Regions from separate parts of the Mus musculus genome. Here region 1 is linked to region 2. Evidence: chromatin contacts called from public Hi-C data. All regions are on one chromosome and are shown on one strand. Each heading gives the region's core, a stretch centred on a gene start, on an enhancer-like site or on the middle of the called end of the contact. The rest is flanking DNA. Distances are from core to core; before and after follow the strand shown.

What was found. Hi-C and Micro-C count contacts between places; a contact is called where the count stands out from the background.
Region 1: a Hi-C map of liver shows a contact between it and region 2, with 4 times the contacts expected there. The contact joins two enhancer-like sites. A contact is called at or near these places in 2 of 39 promoter capture datasets (both in liver), 8 of 484 Hi-C or Micro-C datasets (liver, stem cell-derived neural progenitor cells and uterus) and 3 of 115 datasets of contacts at active chromatin or transcription factors (embryonic stem cells and liver).

What each region holds. Positions count from the first base shown.
Region 1 is chr11:22,436,454-22,439,153 of GRCm38.p6, reverse strand. The region is part of intron 2 of Gm39609 (a long non-coding RNA gene); the gene reads left to right. Among named protein-coding and RNA genes, the nearest start is that of Gm39609, 5.5 kb to the left of the region's middle. Within about 2 kb of position 1,448, at least 152 of the 459 cell types and tissues checked have an H3K27ac peak or open chromatin away from gene starts, as enhancers often do. A contact at or near this core is called in liver and stem cell-derived neural progenitor cells, where this site is marked.
Region 2 is chr11:22,371,787-22,374,707 of GRCm38.p6, reverse strand. No RefSeq gene overlaps it. Among named protein-coding and RNA genes, the nearest start is that of Gm39609, 70 kb to the left of the region's middle. Within about 2 kb of position 1,572, at least 14 of the 459 cell types and tissues checked have an H3K27ac peak or open chromatin away from gene starts, as enhancers often do. A contact at or near this core is called in liver and stem cell-derived neural progenitor cells, where this site is marked.

The DNA of each region.
Region 1 (2,700 bases), core at 199-2,698, 65 kb before region 2:
TCTCAGTTTACTTCTAGTCCAGAGCCACATGGGCAGACCTGAGTGACAAGTCTTATCTTCACTGCGAAGATGCAGGGGCGCTGTTAAGGCGAGGAGTGACTAGATCTGAATCATGTTTGGAGAAACCCCACACATATGGTGGAGGAGAGAAGAGGCTGGCCCAGAGGAAGGTAGTGGTGCTTATTAAATACCCACAGACTGACTGGATAACCTTGGCTTAAGTGACTACAGTAACCTCAGAGTGTTTGTTGAGTGGGGACTACAGCCTCTCAGTCAAGCACAGTTGGATGGCTTGGTCTGAACATGAGCCAGCTGGCCAGTGTGATCCCAAACAGAAAAAAAAAAAAATCAAAATCAAAACAAAACAATAAAACTACTCCACAGTCACAGCAAGCCATTGCATAAGGAGGACAGTGTGAGCAATGTCTTGTGGTAGAAAAGCAGTGAAGGCAGTCACTTACAGGCACAGCAGGTAATTTCTGTATCTAGACAGGGCCTCTTTGCTGAGAGTGTGGGAGGGACACTCACCTCATCTCTGTGAAGGAAGTGAAGCACCAAGAAAGGTTACTGGCTTAGGGTCAGACCTAGATCTGTGATTTCTGTCACTTATTAACTGGATAGCCTTGAGCAGCCCCAAGAGCCAGTGCCTTCATTCGTAAAGAAGGTTAAAGACCCATTTCCAGGCACAGGAGGGTAAAATAAGGGAAAGCTATGAATTCTAAGGGATTAGAGTAACTTTTTAATTTTTATGATTCCACTTTGTATGCCCCACACATCCCAGGCAGAAAGAAAAATATTTAAAAGATGACATTGTTATGTTCCCATGAGTAGCCTGGGATATCTGTTTTGGGGCTTTTTATACCTTTAAATAGCAGAATCCCTAGCTAGTCTGTGTTGTCCCTTTAAATCTAAGGATGGGGGGTCACAGATCTTCCAATTTAGCTGCTAAGCCTTTAAATAATGGGCTTGCCCACCTCCACCCTTGCACTGTTCCCTGGGCTTCTGGGATGTCTCTCAGGTAATTCCAGTACTCTTGGCGGCTGCCCCAGTTCACAGCTGCCACAGGGATCAGCTACTCAAAAAAACTGTTGCTGAATTAATATTGGCAGTGTGTGTGGGTTATATTTGCAGAGCATTGGCAGGCACCAGGGACCTACTGGTTAAAGTCCATTCTAACCTTTCCTCTGTCATGCTTGAAAAATATGGGAGGTTTTCTGCTGCTGTTGGTAGCTGAAGACCGCCCCATTCTCCGCTTCCCCTAGATTACGTGTGGTGGAATACTTCTCACGCAAGAAGGAGAAAAATGTCCTGGTTGAAGTGAAAATCCTTTCCTCAGAGGACCAGTTGCTGTCAACTGGCAGTTTTGGGTCGTTTCTTTGCTGTTCCCTCTGGTCTGTCCAGCAGGTGGTGGAGTTCCAGCAGCCTTGTCCCCAGTCAGACTGTCCTGTAATGCTCAGCACGTGATAGGCGACTGCTGTCTGACTCACTCCTGCTGCCTCTGGCTCTGGGGCTGTGTAAACACCACAAGGAACGGCAAGAACAGAGTACTCCAAGCTTTTCCTGTAGTTTCCCTCATCAAACAAAGAACAAATTCGTGTTGACTGAATATAGAACTGCCTGTGTCAGCTGGGATTTAAACTCTTAATCACTTTATTCTTAGCAAAGACCCAGAAAGAAACCCTAAATTGTTTCTTTGTTCATTATCCACCTATGAAAACACATTTGTTAACAGTACTGAATGTATCATGATAGACAGCTGAATCCAAATTATTCTTGAGAAACAGATTAATCCAGTGTGCTGCTGAGTGCCTGTGACCCCAGCCTTGGGGTTTGGGTAGAGATAGGTGGATTTCTGAAGCTCATTGGCCAGCCTGGCTGGGCAAATGGGAGAGCTACAGGTTCAATGAGAGATCCTAGCTCCAGAAGCAATGGAAGATTGATCAAGGAAAGGTAGCTGATATTGAAAGTCATGCATGTGAGCATGTGCAATAAAGAAAAATGAAAAAAAAAACCAACTTTAAAAAGTCAGCAGCTAAAGAGGAAACAACAACAACAGAGAAAAGAGAGAGAGAGAGAGAGAGAGAGAGGAGAGAGAGAGAGAAAAGAAAGTGGGAACATCCGTTATAGGCAAAACTTCAAGCCCCCAAATGTTCACACTCACACATTTCAAATTAGACATTTCAAAAACAGTGATTAAAAAAAAAAAAAGGTTTTAGAAAAATGTAAAAACGAAGCACTTCTAGGTTTGCTTCTCAGTTTCTTCAGAAAGTCTATATAACATTGCTTTTGTTTGGCCCCTGCTGTCTTCAGACTCATTTGGTTAGAGACTTAATTTGGTGGCTGAAACAGGGATCAATGCTAGAGGAAAATTTGGGTCAGAGTCTTTCTTAGAGTATTACCAATGGCAGATAGCTCCTCTCATGCCTTAGAGAGCCACCTCCAAAGGTATATGGTGTCCCTGTGATGGTTAAATACTAATTGGATGCAATGGAGAATCACCTGGGAAGGGGGTCTTAATGAGGGACTATCTATCCATCAGATTGGGGGATTGATGTGTGAAGGCCCAGCCTAAATGGTGTGTGGGTGACACTCTTTCCTGTCTCTAGGCTTTGGGTTGTACAAACAAGGAGAAGATAAGCAGAGAGTATATATATGCATCCATTTCTCTCTGCTCTTGGTTGTGGATATGACATAATCAAC
Region 2 (2,921 bases), core at 323-2,822:
AACAATGAACTAACTCATCTTTAATTTATTAGCTTGATTCTGATATAAATTCTGAATGAAAAGTTAAAAAGCTTGTGTAGATTAATAACATTAAAGTTGCAAAACAAACCTCCAAAAAATAGGAAATGTTAAGCAAGGGAGTTGTGCCATCTTTAATTCATTGCTCTGTTCTTAGGCAATTCCTTGCATGTAGGATGAAAACTCATAGAAGCATTTTCAAAGACTTTACAGTTCGCAAACTCTTGGTACAGGCATAATCAGAATAGCATATTACTCTAAACGTTAGGACCTAATTTGTGTGTATTCTGTATAACATTGGCAGGAAAAAATATTTTTTTTTCAGAAATAGGTCTGTAATTCTAGAGGCAAAAATCAAGTACTATAAGAAGATAGCTTTGAGTTTTGCCTGGCATCGTAGCCAGCATTAGAGCCATAGCTGAAAGATTAAGCCCTGCCGAACTGAAAACATCTTAAAACAACCAACATTTACTACCAGTTGGTTCTGGTTTCTCAAAACTTTTATAACTAATACTTTATTTATCCCAACTGCAGAAACTGGTTTAAATCTGCAAAGCAGATGTAAAACATAAAACTTCTAGATAGTGGAGCCAGGAGTGGTGGCTCATGTCTGTAATCCCACTACTTGGGAGGTAGAGGCAGGCAGATCTCTGTGAGTTTAGGGCCAGCCAGAACTACAAAGCCAGGACAGCCATGGCTACACAGAGTAACCCTGTCTCAAAAAGTTAAAACTTAAAAATAAACACACTTCTAGATAATGGAAATAATTTATCAGTTTTCAGCTGGTTACTCCAGTTCACTCTTAGAACTACAAAATTAGGGTTCTGTACCTCTTGTTCAAACTGACAAGAAAATGATAAATTGATAACAGTAATTATAAAACCATTAAAAAACACTTCTAAATTTAGTTCATAATTAGCACAAACATTCTTCTTTCAGGATTTATATCTCAATAGGACACAGTGATATTTTGCAACTAGCCTAGCACCAATCACAATAGAACAATCAACATTTATTTGCAAATTATTTACTTAAAAATATCTAATAAAAATTGGAAAAAAATAAATAAATCAGAGAAAATTTAATGTTATTGCAGTCAGACTACAATACTACAACACTACATTTCAATGTCTTTTCTTTAGAGAAATTTTAGAAAGCATGGGCAGAATGACAGAGGTCAGGGATCGCCAGGGCAGAGGGCCAGCAACTGCATGTACCCTGTTGCTTCAGTTAACCCATCTCTTGCCTCATCACGCAACAGGTCGAGTTAGTGTTTAATGCATTTGTTTGCTTAGCAAACACTTTTATTCTACAAAAGTAGATGTTGCCACAACTCTTTAATTGCAATTAATTAGGTTTTGTTCATTGTCTAACCTGCATAATTGCAAAGAATGCAGGTCTTGGCCATAGCAAAAGTAGTGGGTGACTTCATATTGTTACAACATGATTCCAGCAGAGAGTAGGAGAGAAATCTAGAGAAACATTGGTAAATTCAAAGGTGGTGGCACCTTGATGAGGTCACCTAGGAGAGTCTTTAAAATATGACAAGCCTCCCCTGTCAGGGAACACTGTCACACTTGCCATACTGAAACCATAGATGTGGGCTGTCTATACTGCTACAGTTGCTATATACCTCAGCCACACAGCTGCCGTCCACCTGAGCCACACCTGCTGTCTACCTAATCCCACACAGCTGCCATCCACCTTTAGCCACACAGCTGCTGTCCACCTGAGCCACACAGCTGCTGTCCACCTGAGCCACACCTGCTGTCTACCTAATTCACACAGCTGCTGTCCACCTTTAACCACACAGATGCTGTCTACCTCAGCCACACAGCTGCTCTCAACCTCAGACACACAGCTGCTGTCCACTTCAGACACACAGCTGCTGTCCACTTCACAAACACAGCTGCTGCTGTCCACCTCAGCCACACAGCTGCTTTCCACCTTGCACACAGCTGCTTTCCACCTCAGCCACACAGCTGCTGTCCATCTCAGCCACACAGCTGCTGTCTACCTTAGGGCTACTCTCTTCTTAATATCCTAATTCCCCCAAATTGATATTTTTATTATAAAGCTGCTTCTAGTAAATGTGGAATCAGAGAGAAAAGTGGACCATGATCTCAGGAATATCTTGTATCTAGGTAATATTATACCAGATAATTTAAAAACTAGTAGGAAGAATTTTGGAAGTTTTCACCAGAAAAAAAAATGACAAATATTTGAGGAAATATATATATGTGTGTGTATATATATATATATATACATTATATATATGTATATGTTATATATTATATATATAATATATAATATACATATAATACCTGAACTATATATATATATATATATATTATACACATATAATACCTGAACTAAGCATTATACAGTGTATACATGTGCCAGGGCATTACATGGCACCCCATCAATATGCATAATTGAATGGTTTTAGGTATCTTTGGGGTTTTTTTGTTTTTGTTATTGTTTTTGTTTTGTTTTGTTTTTTTTTTTGAAAGCTTTTAGGCCACAATGAATCCTGAAGTATTGTCCTTGGCCCAAAGACAGTAGAGAATACCTTTGTAGTAGTCACCAGATGGAGTAACTTCCCAGGAGCAATGTAGCCTGCTCTGAATAGTGCTGGACAAAGTGTTGTGGATTTTGAATTCTTTGTTTTACCTCAAAGAACTCTAACTTCAGTCAGTCCCTTCTGTTCAGACAGCTGGTTCAGTTTCAATACACTGATGCATTAATTATGATTCTATGGTCCTATATAATAGGAAATTACTTCAGCTAACTGAAATACAAAAGTGTAATTTATTGGAAGGAGATGAGAACTACTGGAAAAAGTAAATGAAAACCTGAAGTCTCTGGTGTTTAAAAGGATCTATTCAGCTGTCTGAAGGCTT